Linked DNA regions of Zea mays: region 2 is linked to region 1. A link is a contact called in public Hi-C data. All regions are on one chromosome and are shown on one strand. The core of a region is the stretch at or near the end of the contact, and the rest is flanking DNA. Distances in the headings are between cores, read along the strand shown.

Region 1 (5,908 bases), core at 1,028-3,527:
AGATATATTTAGTACCGGTTTTAGCAAAGAATATGTGCTAAAGTTCAACTCTGGTTGGAGATACCAACCGATACTTAAGATCCTCAAGCTAGAACAAAAAATGGAGACGCCTTGCTAGAACCGGTATAAAAGGCTATTTTCGTTTTCGTCTATAAGTTTAGGGTTCCCACTTAAATTAATTTAGTGTTAGTTTTTAAAAAGAATCGGTATTAAAGGTCATACCTAGATTTTTTCCAAGTGTTTATATCGGTTCGATACTAAATATTCTCTGATTGTCCCTAAGAACTTTTGGTTCACGCCCAAACCTTTTTCCCTAGAAATTTGACTTTTCTCAAGCCTTTTCTCATTCGTAAGCACCATCATTGAGTGTTTGATTCTAAGGGTATGTTTGGTTTACTTGTGAGCTCTCTGCTGTGAAAAAACTGCTATGAGAAAAAAGTTGAAATTTGTTTGGTTCAAACTGTTATGAGTTGTTCACTATAAACAAATTGTATAGTGTTTATATGCAATTTATTTAACTATATCTCTTGATCAATATATCTAATTTAAAACATATTTTATATTTATGTTCATAGTATTTTTACAAATAAATAAAATTTACAATTTCATTTTAATGATTTTTATTTAAAATAATTTTGTTTTATTTATTATATCACTTAATTGTTTTTAGTTCCAATTTGTTGCATCTGTTTATTAATATAACAAACTTGAATAAGCAGCAAAAGCAAGGTCCAAGTTGCTTTCAGATTTATACTAAAAAAAGCTACCTTTTCAAAACAGTTGCAGAAAAACTGAACCCCCGGTCCAAAGGCACCCTAAGGACAACACATGCAATTGTTATTAAAGCCTTTCCTTTAGTACTGGTTCATGCAACCAGGAGTCCGGACGAAAGATTAACACTTTTAGGGTTGATTTGATGACAAAGGGATCACGGGGGGATTGGAGGGGATTGAGGGGGAAATGAACTAATTTCCCCCTCAATCCCCTCCAATCCTCTCGTGATCCCGGGTCACCAAATCAGCCCTTAGGTTATGTTTGAAACATCTAGATCTAATAGTTACCTCCTAAAATTAATGTCGAGGTTCCAAACACCATCAACTAAGCTAAAAATTAATTCATTAACTTGTTCGACCTAGTTAATAATTTGTGAGTTAGCTAATTATTAGCTCTAGGGTTTCTAAACAGGGTCTTAGTCTAGTTTACCCAGTATCAATTGAGAATCTAATACTCTAGTCAGTTCCTAATCGACAATGACAGTTTTTTACCCGCAATTTTTTTATAGAGGAAACAAACCAAATACCTTTTTCCGAAGAGAAGACATGGCAGTGGGTAAGGTACCAAATGGGTACATAAAGTCATACCCATACCCACTAGAGAAAAAATATCACATATTCATACACACTACTCATTATAGATACAAAATTACGCCATACACACACCACAGGTAACGACTACCTATCGAGTACCCATACCCAACTAACATTACAGTAGACATGATCATTTGAATCGCAAAAGTAAGTACTAAATACAAAATGTTGCAGCCACGCACCTCATCAATACTGAAAGATGCTAAAATAACATATTATCTTTGCGCTAGCAATGCCAAATTTATCGAACCCAATATAATTTTATCACAAAGTCAACGACATTGAACATTACATGGTAACATCATACAAGCCCATGCATAAGAGAGAACAAGCTCATTAATCTAGACCCACTTGTTATATGTTAGCGGGTTTTCGGTAGCGGATATTGGACAAGAGAGAACATACTCACATACCTAATATAATTTTTACACGTCGAGTATCGGGTTTTAGATATCCATTGTAATAATCCTAAGCATGGAGCTGCAAAAAGATGACTAGTTCTGAAGTGCTCTAGCTCTTCTTTTCCGGAGAAAGAGCTTAGGAGGAGGGGAGCTGCCAAGGAGACTCCTAATTTCATGGACATGGCGGCGGCCATGAAGAGTGGGCTCAGTTGGAAATCGGCCCTACGGTTGGCATAGAAGCCCAGTTCGCGGCCCGGCCGGACACGGCGCTCCGTCCGTTCCACCCGTAGCTTGCGTTGGCGTTGCATTCCCAGCTGCCCAGCTCCACAGGGTGATTCGTTTTCTCTCTCCTGCCCGTTTGCTAATTTTGGTTGCATTGCATGCCGAGCTGAGATCCTTCCCAACGAACCGCGCATATGCAGCATGACCTCCTCCCTCCTCCCTCCCTCACAGCTGCTTCCTCTCCTCCTCCCATCTACTGCTACTTTAGCTGCTCCTGCTCGTCCATCACATACACGCACATAAGCTTCCTCTCGCAAGCTCATCGATCGATCGTTCGCGCGCGCGCGGGGTTGGACTGCATTGCATGGATCCTGGCCACCTCCAATCTCTTCTTCTTCACTTGACCCTGCTTCTCTCCTTCCACCCACTTCCATCCCCAGCTTTCTTGGCCGATCGATCTTGATCCATCCGCCGCCGGTGCGATCAATTAACCTGTGATCGATTCATCGTCAACCACGCATACCATGGGGGATGCTGTGGCCGTTAGTACCAGCGCCACTCGTCACAGCTGCAAGGTGTGCCGGAAGGGCTTCCCCTGCGGCCGCTCGCTTGGCGGCCACATGCGCTCGCATTCTCTCGCCGAGGTGGAGACGGCACTAGACGACGACGACGACGACGACGGCGGAGAGGAGCAGCAGCAACGACGTGCCTTTGATTGCATGACGGCCCCGGGTGCCGGGGGTTACGGGTTGAGGGAGAACCCGAAGAAGACGCGGCGCCTCTCGAGCCTCGACGACTGCAACAGCAGTGGCCACGGTGAGCTGTTATCGTCATGCGTGTCAGAGGTGGACCACGATCGCCATCGCCACCGTGCGAGAAGCGGTCTCGTCATGGATCTGGAACTGGAGCGGGAGCAGGAGCAGGAGGAGTACATCGCGCTAACTCCTACGAAGCCGGCTTACGGCCTGATGCCGCAGCCAAGGCGAAAACGACGCTCCATGCGCGTGCCGGCCGCCGTCGACACGGAGCCAGAGGACGTCGCGCTTTCCCTCATGATGCTGTCGCGTGACATCATAGAACGCCGGCGGTGTTCCAGGGCCACGGCGGAGGAGGACAACGCTAGGCGAGAGCGAGACTACCGGTACCATCAACACACCGACTGCAATGACGATGCCAAGATCAACAAGAGGAAGCATGATCACAGCCTCGTCATCGACGAGAAGCGGGGCCGGTACGAGTGCCCTGGCTGCAGGAGGGCATTCCAGTCCTACCAAGCTCTCGGCGGCCACCGCGCCAGCCACAAGCGGATCAATAGTAACTGCAGTATCGCCAAGCCTGTGGTCGACCAACGACCGGAGCGAATTGTCGAGACCAACATCTCCTCGTTTAACATCAACTACACCACTCACATGGCTACTACAGCGGTGGTGGCCTTGAAGGCGAAGTCACACAAAGCGATCAAATTCGAGTGTCCCATCTGTTTTAGAGTGTTTGGCTCGGGTCAGGCGCTCGGTGGACACAAGCGGTCACACTCCATTGCCGGTGAGCTCTATGAACGCGCACATGCTGACGGAGACGAAGACATTGATGACTACGATGACCAACCTCTCATCTCTAATAGATTTCTTGATCTCAATCTGCCAGCACCAGGAGTTGACGAATGAAGTATGGTTGGTTCGAATGTTAATCTTCAAAGAAAAGATGTGGTATATATAGAATTATAGTTTCAGGTTCAATTCATTCTTTAAAGATTTAACTTACAAATAATCTTTTATTGGGTGAGATGTACCATGATTAGGTTCATCAATAATTCACCTACATTTTCTAAATTCTTTTTACTAGTTTTTGTTCAGCGTATTTACATAGAGTAATAAGCATATCATGATCTTAGTGTTCAACCCTCAGATGATTCAGTGAACAATTTCCAATTTCACTTAGCATTACATCTTCTCAAATCTCAAGTTTATAGAGTGACTAGTCACTAGTGAGGTGTCCGTACATTGCGGTAGTATATTTCTATATATCATACCTTGTTTAAATAATACCCTTCAAAAATATATAGTTGTTTAAACACGTTACAATGATTTGTGTTTCATATGTTTCATATTCGAGCCAAAACCACGATTTGGCGGGTGGAATTCCCCTTACTAGGAGCTAATTTCTTGTATTAAGGTAACGAAGCTATTTGGGATGCAACTGCTCTTCTTAGGAGCGGTTCCGTCCAAAAGATTTTAAGGGGCCAAATGGTTTAATATTTAAGCTTATTTTTTATTTTTAGAACCACTCTATTTTATATGTAGTCAATTCAAATAATAACAAACTGATAGCGGAGGGGCTCTGTTCCACCATACTTTGCAACCAAACGCTACCTAAGTGATAGAGCTGGCGGAGCTTATGGCGTCACGGCATGGGGCGACGGCAACGTTGATCACGTTCACGTCCACGGCGTCGGCCACACAGCGTGCGTTCCTGGCATCGCTATCGCCCGCGACGACTTCGTTCTCCCTCCCGCCCGTCGACCTCTTCGACCTGCCCTGCGGCGCTACCATCAAGACACCCATGTCGAAGGAGTGCCCGCGTTTGGTGCCCGCGCTGACCGATGTCCTCGTCGGCGTACCATGGGGGCGCCTCCCGGTGTTCGTGGCTGACCTCATCGGCGCCGACTTCCTGGACGCAGCTCGCGCCACGGGGGTCCCATGGAGGTGCATTGTGTTCCCCACCAACCTCCACGTGCTCACGCTCATCCTCCACCTCCCATACCTGGACAAGGACAATGTGTAACACCTACAATCCTATTTTTTGAATCAAGGAAAAAGCCTCCAAAAAAGAATTAGAATAAATAATCTTTTATTAGGAGTTTCTTGCTTTTTGAAATGATTCTCCTGGAATAATTCAATGGTATATTAAAATTCTTCAAGTTCAAATTTGAACCTATAAACCAAGAAAACTAAAGACTCGGAAAAGAAACAACTAGAAGGTTTCAATTTGTTTAAATTCATTAAATCACTTCTTCCATGGATTATCCATGCTAAAATGTTAATAAATATTTAATACAAAGAAATTGTACTCTGCATCTCATGCTGGTATTTTTCCTGTGCATCTATTTTTGAAAACCTGAATTCATAATTTAAAGTTAAAACTGAAACAGAAAATTAATTAGAAAATAAAATAGGAAAAGAATTAAAAAAGGAAAGGGCTCCTTCTCGGCCTCATGGGCCGAATTGCCCCAATCCACTTCACCACGGCCCACTTAACCTTCATCGCCAGCCAACTCCCGTTGCCCGGCACCGACACCTAGGCCCTGGACGCCAGACTCACCACTCCTGCCTCACCCTGAGTCACTTACGTGTGGGCCCGCATTTCAGTTGCACCAAGACCACGCGACTAGGACCGTCCCTCCCTCTCTGGTTTTCGGGACCCAGCTGCCAGTACCTCAACTTATCAGCCGCGCGCGTATATCGCTGGTACACTGACTCGTGGGTCCAACCTGCCAGCTTCTTCATCGTAACAATCGTGCGCTGGCTCGGTTGTCAACGACCGCTGAGCTTTTCGCCGGCCAAATCCATCCATGCCCCGAACTCGGGACCGTTCCTGGGGTATTTATAGGAGGCCGCAAGCCCCCCACCCCCTCTATCCGTCCATCTCGGGGGCGGCTGGAGCACCGTGCACGCAGAGATACAGAGAGAGAAGCGAGATGAGGAGTTGTCGCCGCCGGCTTGATTCACGCCACGACAGTAACAGGGACGTAGTGATGCACCGGCGTGATCATGGGCGTCTATCGAAGCTAGCCGGGGCCTCCACGGGCGAAGTAAACCACCAGAGCTCCACCAATCTCTCGCCGTCGCTCCGGCGCCGCCGCGGGCCACCTTGTGCCGTGGATGGAGCTCCTGCGCACGTCATTCGCGGTGAGTTCCTCCC
Region 2 (5,354 bases), core at 34-2,533, 150 kb before region 1:
AAGAAAACTATGACCGGGAGATATATTTTTTGCTCAATTAAAAGCAACATATAGAAAGACATTGAAGTGGACTTTATTGCGATGAACAAAAAACATTTTCAGTTTCCTGACGTATCAGTCCTAGTCCATAGCAAGATGCATTATTCTTGTGAAAGCAAACTGCATCTGGGTATCAGCAGAATCTAAGTGTGTTGAGCATGAAGCACCTTAGGCTGCCTCTGGATGAATTTCTTTGTGGCATCGAGAAGCCTTGTATTGTCAACTCCTGCCTTAGAAAAGATACGGCGGGCAAGGCCATTCCGTTGCTCCAGCAGGGATTTCATCAGATGTTCGGTCTCCACAATCTGGTGTTTGCTCTCCTTTGCCACCTCGGGGGATGAGACAATTGCTTGCCACGCCATCTCAGTGAACTCTTGTTGTGTAATCTGTCAGCAAAATAGGTAACCACGAGTGAGATATAGAGGGGGAAAATGCAATTTCTTGGCTCTTCAAAGGAGTTCAATAATAAAAAATGTAGTAATATTTATGATAAATAGTAAGTATCAAGCATGTAATTTATTTTCCATAATAAAGTTATTTGAGGATTCGAATATTAATAGTATTTTCTATATCCCATGTGCATTAGTATTTTAGGACCGGGAGTGTAGTAAAAGTGCTATGAAAATTTAATGAAAAATGGGGGCGTAAATAAATGCATCGGTTGTTATAGGACTGTGACATAGGAATTGAAAACCGGACATGCTAGTATCTTCTTTTAATGAAAATAAAAGATAAAAAGAAGTGAGCAAAATCGGACCGAAAATGAAGGCGAGGGGAACAGGTTCATATCATACCCTGCCGTCCCGGCTGGTGGCGTTGCAGCGCACCGAGAGCGGCGTCCGGCGGGGCCTCCTCCCGACCAGCGGAGCCAGCACCCCGCCCCTTCCTCCTCTCGTCGTCCTTAGTGCCGCCTTACCCCTCACAGGACCCGCCCTCGCCGCGCCCCACGCCGCGGCTACGACCGGCGTCGGCGCGGCGGGGGCGGAGGTTAGGAAGGAGAGTACGTCGGCGGACAGCGGCGGCGCGGCGGCCATGGTGGGGCGCTGGCGGCACAATCTCGATGGTTTATCTGAAGCTGGGAGGAGCAATTCAGAATGGAATGGAACTCTGGATTGGATGGTTTATCACAATAATGGTATGCTATGGAACAGACGGGCGCGGCAGGACGGGACGAAGCGTGTATAAACTCGGTGGCGGCGTGAAGAGTGGAGAGAAGCGGAGGAGGAGGTTCTGGGAGCTTCGGGGGCCAACGAGCACTCCGTGGAGATTTGAGAAGGTCCGGAAGATTATTGGGAAAGGAAGCTTCGGAAGGGAGGTGGGTGAGAGTTTTTTTTGGAACCGTGATATCCCGAACACTGGGCTTTTGAAAATCAGTATCCCCAATAGCGCAATCTGAATCTCTACTACCTATTAAGGCTGTAAGAGTAGTCTGCCGTTCTGCCGTTCTGCAATCTTAGCCATTTACACTCGATCCAACGTCGACGCACTGCGCCCTCCGCTCGCGACCAACCCGACCCACCCGCGCTCCCCCGCATCGCAACTCAACATTCTACCTCGCGAAACCCTATCAACGCCGCCGTCACCCGAACCCCATCCACGAGGAAGTCGCGCCAGCGCCGGAGCGTCCTCACCGCCGACGCCGCGACGCCGCCGCTGAAGCCTGCGGTGATGCAGAAGACGGCGACACTCGCTACCAACCATGACCCTGCCGTGGTCTTGCAAGCGACAGAACCAAGCCCTCCACTCCCTTTCTCCATCCTCTCGTGGAAGATGAAGACGCAACCGTCGCACGCCCGATGACAGCACTCACATCGTTCCCTCTTCCTCTTCCTCCCGCGCAAGGTCAACCATGTCGTCACCGGAACGGGAACCCGCCACCCCTCGTCTCCGTCTGGAATCAGGTGAGCCCCGCCTCACCCCTTATCTCGTCTCACCTCATCAGTTTTAGTCTGATTTCTCGTGAAAGGAAGCGCATATGCGAAGGCTTGCTGGTGGTTCACGGGTTGGGCCAGTTTGTGTAACCAAATCATGCACAAAGCTATAAAATTAGGCATGAATAACCTCACAAATTTGAAACAATGATGTTGCAGATACCTCAGAGCGCCCCTGATTTATTTTGAACCGATGAATTCACGCTGGTTTAGTCAGTTGAGATGTTCATACATAGGTAGGTGTTGGAGTGTACACGAACATTATACAGATAGGTTTTATACTTATGCGTGTCAATACCATTTTCTGGAACAAAAGGAATTAGTTGTTTCTTGTCATCACTATATTTTGTCAATAGATACTAAGGTGTTGTTTTAGATGGTATGGCTTCACATTGCACCCGATCCATCCTCTACCCTTTCTCTAAGTAATTAAGCGAAAGTAGACAACAACTATGATGAATTATTTTTGTTTCTTTTTCCTCCGCAGAGTACGTACTCTCTTTTAGCAAAAGTAGACGGCAGCTACGATTAAATAATTGATGAGCATAATTTATTGTCTTGGTATTCATACCATAAGAATACGACTATTGAATCTTTTTCCTGTTTATGTATCACAGGTGATTCTTGCAGCCTCTGTAGTATCAAAGTCTGTAAAAGGTAAGCTGGTTTACTATTGCCCATTTATGAAATCTAAATACATATTAAAATTCCTTGTACCGCTTTATGCATTCTTGTATCATTTCTTCTATTTAGCATATCCCTTATTCCAATTACAAAGACATCCACACCGTTCGTTTTTTATATGGTACGATTTATACTGAGATCAATTTGTCCTTTCTACAAATAATGAATGGTATTCATTCCTGCACCCATAGAAACTATAATAATAAATATCTTTTACTAACTACTTTATCCCTTTCTCCCATCGCAGCTAATTTTATAATAGAGCGCGACGCATAGCAGCTCATTGAGCCTGCCCACGTTAGCAAAAAGAATATAGACCCTGCGATGAAACATCAACGATCACGGAGGTCTCAGCATGTTGCCTACATAGACTCACGCTGCTTCTAGAGAGGTCCAGCGCATGGGGAAAAAAGAGGCAGACTCGAGTTGCCGTCGTCTTCGCTGGCCCTTGCCTATCGTCCGTTCGCATTCATCTCATTCAACTGGTAAAATTAGGAGCACTCCCTCACACGCTACACAGCGACCTGGCCAACATGCTAGCCGGTGGCTCATCGTATCTGGCGACTCTGGGCCACTGGAGCTTCTCCAACCACAGTCTCAACTCTCAAGAAGCTCCCAGCCGCCGCTCCCTCTCCCCCATCCTCCTACCACGACGATGGATCCTGCTACCGTCGTCGTCATCGAGGAGTCATACCGGTCCTACTATTGCATGCGGTGAGTTTTGGATGCTCATTGGCTGTGCTCTTAATCAAATTTGTCGGTTTCTAGGTATTTTGAGGACAGACGTTCCACCACTGGTCGGTTTGATGTAGCTTCTGTGTCTGCAGCTGTTTCATGAATTTCTTGTGTTTTTAAATCTAAAAAGTATGTAGCTTTTAAACGCTGGTTACATGCTTACACCTGCTTGCAATAACTAGAATTTAGTTCTTAATTCTGATGTACTCTTCATGTGCGGGCTATCTTTACCTCCAAGCGGTGTAAGGAACTCCAAGCAGTGTACGGAAGACAACAGGGCGAAAGCTAAATTGCAGAAAAGAAAAGGAGGACATTTGACTGTTGAACGATGGTCGAAGGTTCCAATTTCGGTGGCATGATTGGTGGTCATGATGATGATAGGAATTTACTAGACCTCTCCGGAATATAAAGTAAGTTAAGTGTCAACTACTGTGTCTATATTCTTTTTTTTTCTTTTCAACATTTAAATACTACTATAGCTCTCTTCTATATTAATATATTAAGTACGTTTATTATCATCTAAAACATTTCCTGTAATGTTTATACAATTCGTGTATTATCTGCTTTAACAACACTTATAAACTAACTTAAGGCTAACTCCAATAAGAGACCCTAAAGAGTTTTGTATCCTAAATATAGAGGATCAAATAGTCATCTACGCTCTCCAGCAGTGTCCTCTAAACGGTCCTCTAAATTTAGAGGACGCTGCTGGATTCTCTATATATAGAGTTTCTCTAAACGGTTCTCTATCCATTTGAATACTTTAAATAACTGATTTAGCAAAACTAAAATATGTACAATACATTTAAGAGTAAATATGTATGTACAAAAAATAAAAATAAAAAATGTTCCTAATATAGATATTTGAGTATAGAGGACGTGATTTAGAGAACGTTGTTGAAGAGGAAGGAGATATAAAGGATAAAATTATTTAGAGGAGACTATAAAGAACAGATATAAAGAATGAATATAGAGTACGTTGCTGGACAGCCTAGATACATAATGAAGCGCGCCCAAGGGCGCGGCAGCTACTAGTAAATAAAAAGAACAATTAACATAACATGATAGTGGTTAAATAAACTTGATTAGTGAGCTGTGAAACCTCTGTTGTTCGTAAAGTTTATGCAACACACTATCCAGTTTAACAACAAGGGCTAAGCATAATATAATTTCTTCAGAATTTTCTGCAAGATCAGGAAAAGGTACAAATATTGCTGAATTAAAAAGAAGAGGGGAAGATGAAGTGTTAAGGATGCAAAATTATAATATTCAGTGTTGGACCAAATAAAAAGGTAAATTAGCCTGATTATTTATGGTCAACACATTAAACACATTTAACCTGTTTGACAAAATACAACAGAATATAACAAGTATTCACCATATAACATGCATATATGGTTATGACGTCAGAAAACAACAATAATTTACTCATATCATGATCTAAGTGGGCACATAATGCACCAAAACATGTAGCTGTTGTGCTCATGAAAAAATTAACAATGTTAGGCATTAATTCAAGTTTATACTTGTTTTTCGATTCTGCTGGGGCCAGTCCCCAAATATCTAGATGACATTTGGTCCTGAAAAGATACCAATACTACCAGGTTCCCAAGACCAGTAAAATGTGCCAAATAGGGAATTAATGACCAGCAAAATGTGCCAATCTGTGACTTTTATGTTGGATAAGACCATGAACACATTTCAGGAGCTGTTTATGTTAGTTGGTCCAACAACTTCGCTCTGACCAGAGAAAAAATGTCTGTGTTTTTGTGGACGCCCTTTCAGGTTTATGCATGCCTAATTCATATGAGAATGTTGGGGCATTACACTTGTGATGTAAACAATCTGTGACTTTTGTTTGGTTTCCAGGTAATCAGCCATATAGTATGTGGTCCTGGAGTTCATAGTTTTGCTACTTTTCTGGCGTGACGATGTGGCGGAGGCGATGACAGGGCCTAAAACGGA

Evidence for each region. A called contact is a pair of places that touch in the nucleus more often than the background predicts.
Region 2: a Hi-C map of endosperm shows a contact between it and region 1, with 2.6 times the contacts expected there. The contact joins the promoter of LOC100193235 here to the promoter of LOC103639055 in region 1. A contact is called at or near these places in 5 of 25 Hi-C or Micro-C datasets (endosperm, leaf, root tip and 1 more).

Annotation. Positions count from the first base shown.
Region 1 is chr9:129,569,316-129,575,223 of Zm-B73-REFERENCE-NAM-5.0, reverse strand. LOC103639055 (zinc finger protein ZAT4) reads left to right here and starts at 2,277. Exons shown (of 1, transcript XM_008661844.2): 1 at 2,277-3,819. The coding sequence starts at 2,515. The coding sequence ends at 3,654.
Region 2 is chr9:129,723,546-129,728,899 of Zm-B73-REFERENCE-NAM-5.0, reverse strand. LOC100193235 reads right to left here and starts at 1,283. Exons shown (of 10, transcript NM_001358687.1): 1 at 834-1,283; 2 at 207-425. The coding sequence starts at 1,073. LOC103639060 (a long non-coding RNA gene) reads left to right here and starts at 1,578. Exons shown (of 11, transcript XR_002264985.2): 1 at 1,578-1,940; 2 at 2,588-2,627; 3 at 2,902-3,368; 4 at 3,628-3,799; 5 at 5,259-5,354.